Linked DNA regions of Zea mays: region 1 is linked to region 2. A link is a contact called in public Hi-C data. All regions are on one chromosome and are shown on one strand. Each heading gives the region's core, a stretch centred on a gene start, on an enhancer-like site or on the middle of the called end of the contact. The rest is flanking DNA. Distances are from core to core; before and after follow the strand shown.

Region 1 (6,908 bases), core at 2,511-5,010, 820 kb before region 2:
GCCCTCCAAGTCATGTACTCCTATATATTTTCCCTAAATGTTCAATTCAATATCATCCCACACATTATACGCAATCTCTCCTTCCTACATGGTATCACGAGTCTAGGTCACGCCCTAGCCTCCCTTCCGCTGCCGCCGCCGCAGCCCGCCCCCGAGGAGATCGCTCTCCGCCGGGGGCAGCGCCCTCGTAGGATATGTCGTGGATCCATTTGATCCGCTGCGTTCGTCGTAGCGTCGTCAAGCACAACACCAGATCAGAACTCACCATCAAGGCTTCGTTGACGGCCTCTGTCCACCTTCCCATCAACTAGCCCAGCTGGATCTGGCCCATTGCACGTTGTCGTGGTGGCGGCTGTGATGGGGTTGTATCCCCGCCGCCAGCAACATCGCACGCCGCCATGGAGGCGGATGCAACCTCCGCTGTCGGCCGAACCGTGGTTGGGCAGTCCTCGGGACCAGCACGTCGTGGGAAGGACAGGTCGGGTCTCGCTCTGCCCCGGGTTTGTGTCGCCACACCAGACCTCTTCTGCGGGTGCACGTGCCGCCGCAGTCTTCCTCCACAAGCGCACGCGGATGTGTGACCCCTTCCTGTGTGTGCCGCCGTCGCCCTTCCAGGTTCATGCGAGCCTCCATGGGAGCCATGCTGCATGAGCATCTGCCCGAGCGCCGCCGCGTTGGCCTTTGTTGGGCTCGCGTTGCTGGCTCCCTCCGTCATGGCAGGGTTGGAGGGCACATGCTCAGTGTGCCTGTCAGAGCTGGTCGACGGCAAGGAGGCACAGAAAAGGAGCAGGGTTACCGATGATGTACCAGATCTATTGTTGCTGCATCTTTTCGTTTTTCTAGTCAGTGATCGAGTTCGCGTCTCCATCGCCCATCGACTCGCGCATCATCGACATTGGCCTTGACAACACCAGTTCCTTCCTCTTCTCCAACTGTGTTGTATGGAGCGGCTAGCGGCATGCTAGGGGACACCCACATGTTGTCTTTGCGCCTCTTCATAGGCACGTCGATCTCTGTCGGTTCATCGTCGCCACTCGCCACTACTGATCGGGAGGTTCTGCCATCAACATCGTTATCATTGTCTTTGCCTCGCACGCCGTCCATCTGTCCAACCAATCGTGCACGCGACCTCACCCTCCCGTGACGTCTGTCGTCTGCCGCGAGTTTATTAACCAAGCGCAAGGGTTGCGGCTATGTCGCCTCTTCGGGCAGCAGCGTCGCCATTCGTCGTCGACCCCCGCCGTCACATCTACATCGTCGTCGACTCCGTCGGTGTGCGTCTCATGTGCGTGGTCTGCGAACTGTTCGACACCTGCGAGCTGCGTCAGCACATCCGTCGATCTGCATTTCACCTGCATGCTACGTCGACACCCTCCGTCGCTGGTCTGCACCACGTTCGTCATCAAGTTCTTCGCCGACAAGTACTGCCGTCGCGCTCCACTTGTGTTGTCGAGTCTCTTCTTCCTGTGTGTCGTGGCTCTCACCGCCGCAACTCCAGGATCCTCGATGCGTCACCACGCCTACCTCTTCGCCTTCTTCCAGCACGACCTTGTTGCCAGCATCGCCATCTCATCCTCACTACTTTGTCTACTCCGATTTGACAACCATGAGCTACGACGACACTCCTGCCATACTACACCACAACCGTCGTGGAGGTCTTCTCTGTTGGTCCCTTCAGACGCTGACACTTGGTTGGGGCTTCTACCTAGTACATGCGGTACTGGCAACGCCAACACGTGCATTCGTCTACGACGTGTTTCCAGGCATGGCAAACCTGAAGCACGCCTCGTCCACTGCGGTTTGATAGCACGTCCTCGGCATCGGCTACTTCCTCTACGACTGTGTCGCCGTCTTCGTCTATGGCACCCTCCTGCGCCACCGTCACCCTGGTGCCTCCTGGCATGCAGCGGGCCTTCCCGCGTGCTACGCCTACGCCCACGACTTGTGCGGCTTGTCTTCTTTGGCGTCCTCGACAACTACATCGACCACAGCTACCCGACGCATAGCACCTCGATAACAGCTCGGCGCCCTTGCACTCGGTTATCTCGACATAATCGGCATAAAGGGCTATCGTCTACATGGGCCACTCCAGTCGCAACATTCGCACCGGCGTTTTGACTATGGGGGATATCTCCATTATTCCGAGGGCCCAAAAGCCATGTTAGAGTATATTAGACATGTTAGAGTATATTAGGCAAATACTGATATGGTTGATTTAGGATTGATCGTAATCCCGGGATAATCTTCCTTGTGTCTAGGATAACCTTCTTTATCTCTACGATAGGCTTCTTGCCCTCCAAGTCATGTACTCTTATATATTCTCCCTAAAGGCTTAATGCAATATCATCCCACACATTATACGCAATATCACCTTCTTATAGTCCGTTCAGGCAATGTCAGACCATCAACAATACATTCCCTGGTGCCAAAAGCCAAACTTGACTCCCGGGTAATAGAATTTGTGGCACGCTGTCCATGGCCTGAGTCCAGCTCATACTGTTGTGGAGTACTACAGTTGTACCACGCGCGCACTTGCTGTATGTTTCGGGTAGACGCTGTGATTTGTTACGGTTCTTGTGTTGTAACATAGAAATTTTTTGTCCTTGTCTAACTATAGAAATAATTGTAAATAATCTTTGTGCCAGCATCGATAAAATTTTGTTGAATTTGTGGTTTTATCTAATAGGTATTTTATTCTCGAATTTTTTTTTAAAAAAAATACAGACTATGCCTACAGAAATTGCAACAAAAAACATAAATTTTACTATAAAATATACTCCCTCCGTTCCAAAATAGTATTTGTTTTAGCTCTTGATATTTATGTGATTATGTCTATATTCAACTATATGATGATGAATGTAGACACATATATAGAGCATATACACCAATTATTGTATGAATCTACTAAAAAGGAAAAAAAACGAAATGTATTTTGGTACAGAGGGAGTATGTAATAACTGAATTTTAGCAAATCCCTTGAATCTAAGCTCATATAAACTGGATCAATTGTATTATCTGAAGGAAGATGCTATGTGACGTGTCCTCGTTATAAAATCAAAATCGCAGAGCGAAAGGCCCTCAAACTGATACCTGGTGAACATTTTGACCTCAGGAACGCCGCCATTTCCTGCTACCTGCTCTTCCCCTGCAAACGAAAATATCGTGCACGGCAATCAGAGTTGAACTTGGGCATAATACATATGCATGTAAGTGCGTTAGGTCCGGACACAAACAGCTTAAGGCACGCCAGTTCCAGTTATCAACCCCAACGAGAAAAAAACACTGCCGTTTGGTGGTGGTGGGGAGGGGGGATTAAATCCCTTGCTAGTCAAATTTTAATAGAAAGAGATTTAATACCTCTCAATCCATGCAACCCCTGCCGAACAAGGCCTAAAGAAAGAGGAACCTCTGCCCCCCATAACCTGAGTCCTGAGATTGTTGGCGGGCGCTCTAGCTGTCCTCGCCAGCCGCTGACGAAGAATCCGAACACCAGCTGAAGTTGAACACAGCCGCGATCCCCAGGTTGAGAGGAAGGGATCGGCAGCACGGAGTGGCGCGGAGAGGAGGAGAGGAGGGGAAGCGGCGGCACGGTAGGGTTTTGGAGTGCTCAGTTTCGCACAGCAGAAAGGGGAGGCAGGGTAAGTCAAGGGAAGGGTAGGGAAGGGCGTACCAGGTGGCTGCTCGTCGTCGCCGCCGCCGCCGTCGCCAGAAAAGCCGCCGTGAGAGAGGGAGGAGGTGAAAACGACTGCAGGAGGTTTTTGTCCAGGACATCGTCGACCGGCCCATATAGAGTAATGGGCCTACAGTTAAGCGGTGCCCAGATCGTTTAAAATATGGAGCCCATTTTATTTATTTAGAATTCGTCTTTCTTATTATTGATCTCTAACGGCTGTGCAAGCTATCCTTATGCGTGGATGAAAGCGGTCAGAAAACACATCTATCGTTTCTATTTTTACATTTATTTTGCGGGACAGTATTGGAAATTGGAAAATGGATATATCGGAAATGGAAACCAACGAAATAAATAGGGAGTCAAAAACAATACAGGTGTTGTTTGGTTCGCATATTGGTAACGTGATGGATAACGAATAACGTTAAATCATGTTTGTTTAAGTTCAATCGTAATTAAATACCTCACTAGAAATTAATACCAACATATTTAAACTTATTATCGTTGGTACCTAAGTGTGAATCATTACCATTACCATTTATGTTACATTTTATTATCTAAACGGTACCACAATTCGGTCGGGTACGGTGTCTAGAGGGGCGGATCTATTTTGCATCAACTCCTGATTTCGAATCGATATGCGTTGCAAAGTCCGAGTACGAGGAGATGGGATCAGTGGTGTCCACCGCACCCCTTGGCGAAATCATCTGTAATCGGGATTTGTCCGGACGCATCGCGAAATGGTCTCTCAAGCTCAACGGGCTTGACATCAGCTACATCCCTAGAACTGCGATCAAGTCCGAGGCTATTGCCGACTTTGTCGCGGAATGGACAGAGGCCCAGGAGCCACCTCCGATCGAGGACCCAGAGTACTGGACCGTGTACTGGAGCTAGAGGAAGTGGAGGACAAGCAAAAACTCACCAGATCACTCAACCTTGCATGGTTGAAAGGCATGAGTCCACTCTCGTCTGTGAAGTCTTATTTCACCCGTGCCGTGACAGCGAGAACGTGGGCGACGATCTCCTCCATACTCAGATTCATGACGGAGTGGCGATCTAAGTCGCCCTCGCTAGTGAACTGTCACATCGCCCTCAGGCATGGCCACGAGTGGCTGAAGGCGGCATTGCACAAACATGTGAATCAGTCTCTCGACGGAGAGGCCTCTCCTGCCTTGCTTGGCAATAACGTCCAACATGTACGCAATATTCGACTTGAACCTCTTCTCCGCGATGTAAGTTCACTCGAGCTTGGCCGCCAGGACACACCCGGTGAACATAGGAGCGCTCCTCTCAAGGTTCCGAACGTAGAACCACTTGCCCTCATAGCTGCGGATGGAGGATGGGTGGGGGATTGACAAGTAGGATCATTTTCATGATCCACGAAGCTAGATGTTGAAGGAGCCAACGAACAATTGGTCGCCCCGGCCAAGGCTCACCCGCGTGCTGAAAAAGTGCTTCTAGAGCTTCCAATGGGGAGCCATGTCGAGATAGGCCTCGCATAGAGTGATGAAACATGCTATGTGGAGGACGGTGTTTGGGTAGAGGTTATGGAGCTCCAACCCATAGTAGAAGAGAAGCCCCTGCATGAACAAATGTAGGAGGAGCCCAAAACCATGCTCGTAAAAGGAGGCAAGCACCACGACCTCGCCGTCGCGCAGCACTGGAGTGTTGCCTTCCTCCTCCAGGCACCAATCGGAGATCAGTTTCGCGGGGAAGGAACCCCCTTCCCCTCCAAGTCCACGAGCCGAGCACGGGTGAGGTGCACAAAGGAAAGGCATCCATGAGTTACGATAGGAGGAGATCGCTAGGGAGGAAGGCGAGCAAAGGGAGGAAGACGAACAGAGGAGTGTGTGATGGCCGCCAAGGAAGGAAAAAGGCAGATGCTTAGGCACAAAATTTTGGTAAGCGTAACCGAACCCAAATGCCCTCATGCTCTGTTTTATGCGTAGGAACGAGAAACCCAAGTGGTGCCTGAAAGGTGGGCTCCCCGCGAGCTACCTAGGAGGATCCGCCGCTCCAGGATACCGCCGCCTCGGATGTCGAGTGGAGGACTGCGCGTTTTGTTGGGCGCAAACCGCATCGGACATAGCTTCGAGGCAGCACGCGACAGGAGAAGCGACGGCAACGGGGAAGGACGGTTAACCACCCAGTCACACCACTTGAGCACGAAACGCCCAACGAGCCGTTTTGCATCCCATCAAGACACCCACGCCAAGCAGCATCATGATGACCCCTATTTTACCGTGCTACCCTAGTAACTAAATCGTGTTGCTTAGGTAAAAATCCCAAAATACACCTCAAACTCCTCACACAGAGCGAGGGGTGGACTGAGCAAGCTCCTAGTGAGCCGCAATCTAGGTGATCAGCACATAGGTCATTTGCTCGCATGCATGTCCAAGGTCGAACCTCACATTCTCTTGCAGAAATTCGACTGCTGGGGTGGCCATAGGGCCCCCTTTGGTCGACTAGGCCGACCAAAGGGCTGAGACATGATTGAATAAGGAATGACTAAATGAGATGCCCCCACCAGGCCGAGCCTCCTAGTGGGCCCACTTGTCGAAACCAAACCCTACCAAAGGGTGATCAGATATCACTTGGATAACTTGTTTGAAGTTTGATGGCCACCTTCCACGTGTCGACTAGGTCAGAGAAATGCAACGCTTCTCTCGAAAAGGACCTCATAAGGGCTTCCGAGGGGGGAAGTGTGCCGATCAAGGATCAAGTGCTCAGAGGATGATCGACACAGAAGATCACCACTCGAGGATTATGCCCGACTCCGGCGCACCATGGACTCACACTCCGTGTGTGACGACCATCGCAGGCAGGTCTGTCCCTAAACTACGCAAATACCACGTAAACCCCCAAGTGATTCACATGATCGCTCGAGGCTACATCTAGCAGATGCGCTTGCGTGCACCTGAGATTTTGACCGTCAGCAGTAGCCGAACAAAAGTGGACCCACGCTCAATGTGTGATGACCATCGCAAACGGGGTTAGTCCCTAAACTGCGCAAACATCAAGTAAACCCCCAAGAGATGCACATGAATCGCTCAGGGGCTACATCTAACAGATGCGCTTGTGCGCACTCGAGATTTTGATCGTCGGCTATAGCCGAACAAAAGTGGACCCACGCTCAATGCATGACAACCATTGTAGACCGGGTCAATCCCTAAATTGCGCAAACATCAAGTAAACCCCCAAGCGATTCAAAAGAATTGCTTCAGGGCTTGGGGACTAC
Region 2 (6,656 bases), core at 396-2,895:
GACATAGTCCTCCTGTCAAGGAAATAAATGTTCCGACACTTGCTACAAGGGCACCTAACATCGGTTCCAGTCTCTGATCGAGCAAAAGCATGGCCGAGAAATGCGTCAGTCTTGGCAACCCACTCACTTAATAGAGCACCTCTTTTCTTCCAGCCTTCATACATCTATCGACGATCCTCCTACATACTAGATACGAGACGTTAACTTGATTAGTTAAGTAAATCACGCCACTATATCTATAGAAAAGGATAAGTCCCACTACGATACACTACAAAAAACTAGAACCATCGTACCTTATTATGTAGTTCAACTAATAAACCACCAATACAATATTATATACGAAATAACATTGTCATGTGTGACAAATCATATAAAATAACCTTATTTCCGAGGGCATAATAATTACCCTCAGAAACTAAAAGTTTAAATTATCTAAGCACCACTAAGTAAACTAAAACAAACTAAATTAATTACATAATCAAATTCCGGTTATCGGACATAACAAGCTAAACAATATTTAACATACTAATTATTTAATACTCAAAAATGACAACTACAAAACAATATATACATATACAAAATAATACTACAAACAAAAAATACTCACTTAACATGCGGTGAGGGTGGGGCGGGGGCTGGGGTCGGCGGCGGTGGGGCGGCGCCAGCGAGGGCACGATGGGGCGGCCGGGGCAGCACCGGCGGCGGTGGCGGCGGCGGCGTCGTGGGCTAGAGGCTCAATGTGTCTCGGAATGAAACGTTGGACGCCATGGGATTAAACTCCCTTATGTCTGACGGCTGAGTTGGGAGTCATCGGATATAAGGTTATCTCCGACGGCTTGTCTAACAACCGTTGGACATAAGGTTATGTCCGACAGTTTAACTGACTGCCGTCGGATGTACGACCTTATGTCTGACGGTTGTAGGAAGCCGTCAGACATAACGTTATGTCTGATGGCTCCCAAAGGAGCCGTCGGAGATATCTTGACTATCATATGTTTATGCTTTTTTTGTTATGTTTTAGTTTTAAAATGAACTAGTGAACGATAAATGTTCGAAAATAAGGTAATCTATGCTTAGGAGAGTCGTTTAAAACTACAGGTGAATGCATAGGTACGTCCACGTGCGTTATGTCAGTTCAGTTGTAGCGATCAATCTAGTGGTGGCGTGTGGCGTCAGGCGTCACATGGACGCTGCTCATTTCTGCCTCGTGCCGTTTTCGATCGAGCTCATCATGGACCTAACTAACTAGCTAGCTAACATGGATCAATTGGATGATATGATGCTCGATCGCCTAGCTACTAGCACTAGCATATACGCATCTATCAGCTGCATGTTCTATGGGAGATGGAATGCACGGCTAGCTGATTGTACATATGATGTGATGGGAGACACGCGACAGATGAAAAGCAATTCGGCCACGAGATATACTTGTGCTTTTTGACAGATGTCTTATTTCTCAGTTGCACCATTACGATACTTGTGCGATTTGATACTGACCAAACTGTCAAATAAAACTCCAGATACGTAGACAGACACATGCGATATACTTGGATGCACCAAAAAAAAAACACACACACACACAGTACGCACGTGAAATCGCTTAGGTGTGTGGAGGGTGGCGTGGGCTGCATGTTATGCATGCACCTGGGCTTTCCGAGGCCCAGGAAGATATCAATTTGGCTCCGTTGGGCAATGTACGGCCCGTGTAGCTGTCCAATAACACATGACAAGTTAAATACATATGCGTGGCTACGGTTTCTACATAATATATAACAAATAATTTACAAGGGTATACATGATCTCAACCTACAGCATTTAACAACCAATCATCACAACTCTACTCCGAAATGTAGAGCACAACTGAACCCACAAATCTAAGCAAGAACCGAATTACATGTATGGATGTCTCAATGTTTTGTTTGCCTTCAACAATATTTGTCATGAAAAAAAAAGAAATATATTTCCAACATTTGGTAGTACCTCAATGAGAATTCACCGGTCTCCAGTTATTTAGCAAATCGTTGTCACGCCAGCAACAGATGATGACTTCCCTGACATGTAAACATATCTTGGAACGATACTAGCAGTATATCTCACAACTGGATTGAAAATCACATTTTAAATATGTTATGATTAATGAAGGAAAGAGTTTAGTTATATAAGGTCTATTTTAGTAAAACAAAAATGAAAACAACTGTAATATAGAATTCTCAACATTTCAAGACAAATAATCCATATTATCATTTAGCAAAATATGTTCAAGCAGTTAAAACCCAACCATACATTCATGAGATCATAGACAAGTTAGCAAGTAACTGAGATTCCTAGTTGCAACAATGCATAATTACCATTATTTGTAAAATGTGTTATCTAGCAAAGTAGAAGCACTAAGATCAAATTTCTGAAAAGTTCAACACAACCTAACAAGACATGATTAAAGAAAATGCCATGACAATGCTTACTTTAGGAACTAAGACTTTGTGCATCCTGGGTCGCCAACAATATAGACATTGATGTTACCTCTAAGGTTGATACCTTCATGTGTTATATTATGAACATCACCCAAAAGCATAAGAAGTGTCCTCTTAATTTCTTGATGACCGAAGGCATTAGGAAATAAGGTTTCAACTATCTTATTAAATCAATCAGGAAGTGTTCCTCATCCTAACAACCTCATCTTTCTCTTATTCCTGAAAAAGAGATGGTTCTAAACATTAATATAACAACAAAGAGTTTTGAAACAAAAAGGAAATGTTTAGAATACATCCAACAGCCACAAGAAAAATATATAAGAGCTTATAGAGAAACATAGTTCAGTATGCACCCACAATAAATACCAAATCAACAATGAGCATCCAACATTTCATGAGTTCAAAAGATTTGAAGGAGCCTTCATATACTTGTGACAAGAATGTGACAAGAACAATACAGACAATGTAGCCACGGTAAAACCAACTGTCACAATTAGTTTATGACATAATAGAAATGCTAATATTAAAACATATACTCCTACAATTTTTTGTTTTCAGGAACAATAACCTTCCCATTCTTAGTGGAAAAGGAGTAGTTTTTATATTGTGAAATTAACTAACTATGAATTTCTATCTCTCGATGTCACCGGTCATCACTGTCTATGTCCCAATCCTTGATGTCCCCTTCTCTCCTGCCATCTGTGACCTAATAACATTTAAGGTAAAACATATTGATATGTTAAGAACATGTTAAGATGACACTAATCGGATGAAAAAAGGGAAAATACCAATCGGGTCAAGGTGGCGTTGTGTGGCAGGTGTATGGAGCTGGTTGATCCTTTTTTTACTTTTACCTTTGTGTTTATTATAACATGCTTCCTTGTCCAAATTAATACAAAGCATAAGCAAAAATGATATGTGTGACTAAATAACTAACCAAACATAGAAATGGAGCACCAACCCATCAATGGGAATAAAATCTATTCTAACTCTAGGTGATTGTTCTTTTGCATTCAAAAAACCTGATAGTCCTAACTCCAATAGTCCATTGATGTGAATGAGGTGTGACCTCTTTTAGAGGTCTATGATTCATTCTGTATCGATGAGAAAGTCAACTAGAACATGAAGAAATAAACACATTTGATATTCATGTTGACCAGAGTATTAAATTATGAATAATGAAATCACCAAAGTATGTTATATAGTAGAGCAAAGCACCCAAGAAACCATGAAGACTCTAAAAACACGCAAAGGGTAGAGTTGAGTTTTTTTACTACCAAAATATAGATTTGCCAAATTTTCTTTCGAGGAAAACAAAAAAGGCTGAGATGATGATTGGCTTGTCTTGCTCATCAAAGCAGACATGATCTAAAATGTTAGATATTTATTAGTATATTTGCACTGACATTAAGGTCTAAGTAAAAGAAATAAACTTGACAAGATTGGTATGAACAAATGTGCATGGCGTAAGATCTTGTTTAAAAAAATATCAAACAAAGGGTACGAAAAGTGTAAGGTTGGCATTATTACCAAATTCATTTTCCTGCCTGACCACACATGATCATAAGATAAATCAACATCTAACTCTATATATGCGATTATTTTAGGTAAACACAATTGTTTATGACATCAAATACATCATTTTATATGGCACAACAACAAAAACTGAAATTTGTGTAATGTTCTTGAATCGTGCATCATTAATGAATAAAAATATTGTAGTTCACATCAAGAGGCTTTGCATAAAAGCAAGGCTCTTTGAAGTCCAAACATGAATTACTGCAGCTAAAATACTTGAGAAGACAACTATGTTTGCATGGACCTATAAATTAATTTGTTTGTGTACCTCTCATGCCTTAATAATTGGATCTGTTCAAACTGCACACAATTGTTTGGTAGTTTGAGTCCAGCACACCCAATCAATTGTTGGGTGCAACATCATTTGGGAAAGGCCATAGTTAATACAGAACAAACCTGAGAACATACAGCCTATCATAAATATCAATTTAGGAGCAAAACTCCAATCATCTAGAGGTTTCTAGTGTCCAAGAAAATTGCCCAAAATTTGGATTTGTGCACTTAAAAGTCACCATATCATAATCATATCATTAAGCATACTTTGGTTTTGGTGGAGTGTCCTTGAAATATGGGAAGAAACTTGGAGAGAGAGGGGGAGATGTTGTACCTATTTTGGGGTGGTTATCCAACACATGTTAGGGAGCAGTGAAGTTGGAAAACGGAGCCCCATGCGGCGTCATAGGGGCACACGGAGCTGCTCCGCCACATCTAGGGCAATGTTGTAGAAGAAGTTGACGACGAGCATGGTTGGGGACATGACTGCTAGGAAGGCATGGAGGTGCGGTGTCGGTGTTTGGAACTAGGACCGACGAGTAAATTTGTGTGTATGCATTTTAGGTCTGTATGGTGTGCTTAGTGGGTGCAAGAGTTATACTAGTTCGGGTAGACTATCCCTACTTGCATTCTTCGATTGCTCGCGCTACCAGAACCTGATTGCTCATAGTAGGGGTTACAAGAAGGCGAGAGAGAAAATGGTCCCAAGTCTTTATGTGTTGTTCATCTAAAGGTTGTCTCGATCTTGCTAGAATCTCTATGTCTCTTGTGTTTTTCTCTCTAGAGGCCAACCCTCCCCACTTTTATAGATCAAGGGGGAAGGTGGTTAAAGATAGCTTCTCCTGGAAGGGAGGATAACGTTAGGGTAAAAGAAATGGTTCACCCCTAGTAAAACCATGTCGTGTATCGACATCCATCCTCGCTTGAGTGTCCCTCTGCATCTCTGAGATTGCCGAGGGAGCGTGTGATCTTTGTTGGTGACGAAAGTACAGGCATCATCATTACTCGTTCTTGTATGCTTCTTCCTATGTCCACCTTCTGCCTTCATAGCCTAACTATTGTTCTCCCCTTGTCGTTGTGCAGGCTCGTAGGGCATCGAGAGACTTAGGCTTAGAATCCATAGGTCATGGATGGGGCTCAGACCAAAGGCCCATAGATCATGAGAGGGAGGAAGACTAGCTTTACCTACACCGTGTCTGGTTGTCGGGTGTAGGAAATGCAGTGTGTTCGGAGCTGACAGTGGGAGTAGTCTGATGAACACGTGAAATCCACTCGAGTGGGTTCCGATCGATCTGTCTGACCCCTCTCACCTACATCCACCTTTGCCCGACCCCTCGCTCGATGTGTAGGGCTCGCCTGGTTGCGGGGCGGATTTACCTGGGTAGGCTCACTATTATCTTCCCACTAACTCGTGGCCCTAGTAACCTAGGGATCCGAACCCTGATAGTAGGCCCCGAGCCCCTGAGGGGAGAGTGTCTCCCCTTAGTGGTTCCCTTCGCGGTGGGGTTGGGCGGTATTCAACAATAGTCTCTACATGTCGCGGGTTTCAAATCATCTCTTTGTGTTTCAGCGGGCAATCTCGAAGGGTCATCTTCATTGGAAACTAATTATAGCTTAAATTTTCTGACAGTCAAGGAGGCGCCTACGTGTCGGACCCCTCTTACTCATAGGTGTTGTGCTCTTCTTGTGTTTATAGGCATGGGGGTCGTCGCTTGTCGTACTCATACCCCTACGCCTCATTTCTTTTTAGTCCATAACCTTTTACCATCTTGGATGGATCCTTGCAAGCGATAGGTCAATGGGCTCCCAATGGGGATGCTACGCCAATAGCATGTTGGGGTCGGAGTAAGATTTCCTTTGGTTTGAAGTTGTTTACTTTTCCTTTTTGACTTCCTGGTGTTCGGTTTCTTGCTTAAGTGCGATGTCCGGCATTGACGGTGGTCGGTACATGCTCCTCTCCATTGGGTCGTCCTAGTCAGGCTCGTGGGATCCCTCCCCGGCGTCCTCAGCTTTTGAGCTTCGAGAGAGCCTTTCCACTACATGTGCCACCCTAGATGCTACCAAATCGAGGCAGGCCATCTCTAGGATCGACTTGTTGAGTCCGATGGCACGTGGCAAGTAATGTACTCCTTGCTATCTGAAAGTCACCTAGAGGAGGTGAATAGGTGAAACCTGAAATTTATAACTTTGAACACAAACTTCAACCCCGGGTTAGTGTTAGAACGAGAATAAGATCAATCTGATTGAGGGAGATGTTCTTCCTAGAGTTGCTCAAATGATTGCGGAATTCCTTTTTGGGAGCCAACTCAAATTGATATGAGATCAATCACAACA

Evidence for each region. A called contact is a pair of places that touch in the nucleus more often than the background predicts.
Region 1: a Hi-C map of leaf shows a contact between it and region 2, with 4 times the contacts expected there. The contact joins the promoter of LOC100282366 here to the enhancer-like site in region 2. A contact is called at or near these places in 7 of 25 Hi-C or Micro-C datasets (bundle sheath, ear, leaf and 3 more).

The regions. Positions count from the first base shown.
Region 1 is chr3:113,437,079-113,443,986 of Zm-B73-REFERENCE-NAM-5.0, reverse strand. LOC100282366 (Ribosomal protein L14p/L23e superfamily protein) reads right to left here and starts at 3,760. Exons shown (of 4, transcript NM_001313847.2): 1 at 3,671-3,760; 2 at 3,091-3,145. The coding sequence starts at 3,124. LOC118476684 reads right to left here and starts at 958. Exons shown (of 1, transcript XM_035966265.1): 1 at 207-958. The coding sequence starts at 868. The coding sequence ends at 308.
Region 2 is chr3:112,618,655-112,625,310 of Zm-B73-REFERENCE-NAM-5.0, reverse strand. No RefSeq gene overlaps it. Among protein-coding and RNA genes, the nearest start is that of LOC103650266, 66 kb to the right of the region's middle. Within about 2 kb of position 1,645, at least 15 of the 20 cell types and tissues checked have an H3K27ac peak or open chromatin away from gene starts, as enhancers often do. A contact at or near this core is called in bundle sheath, ear, leaf and 1 more, where this site is marked.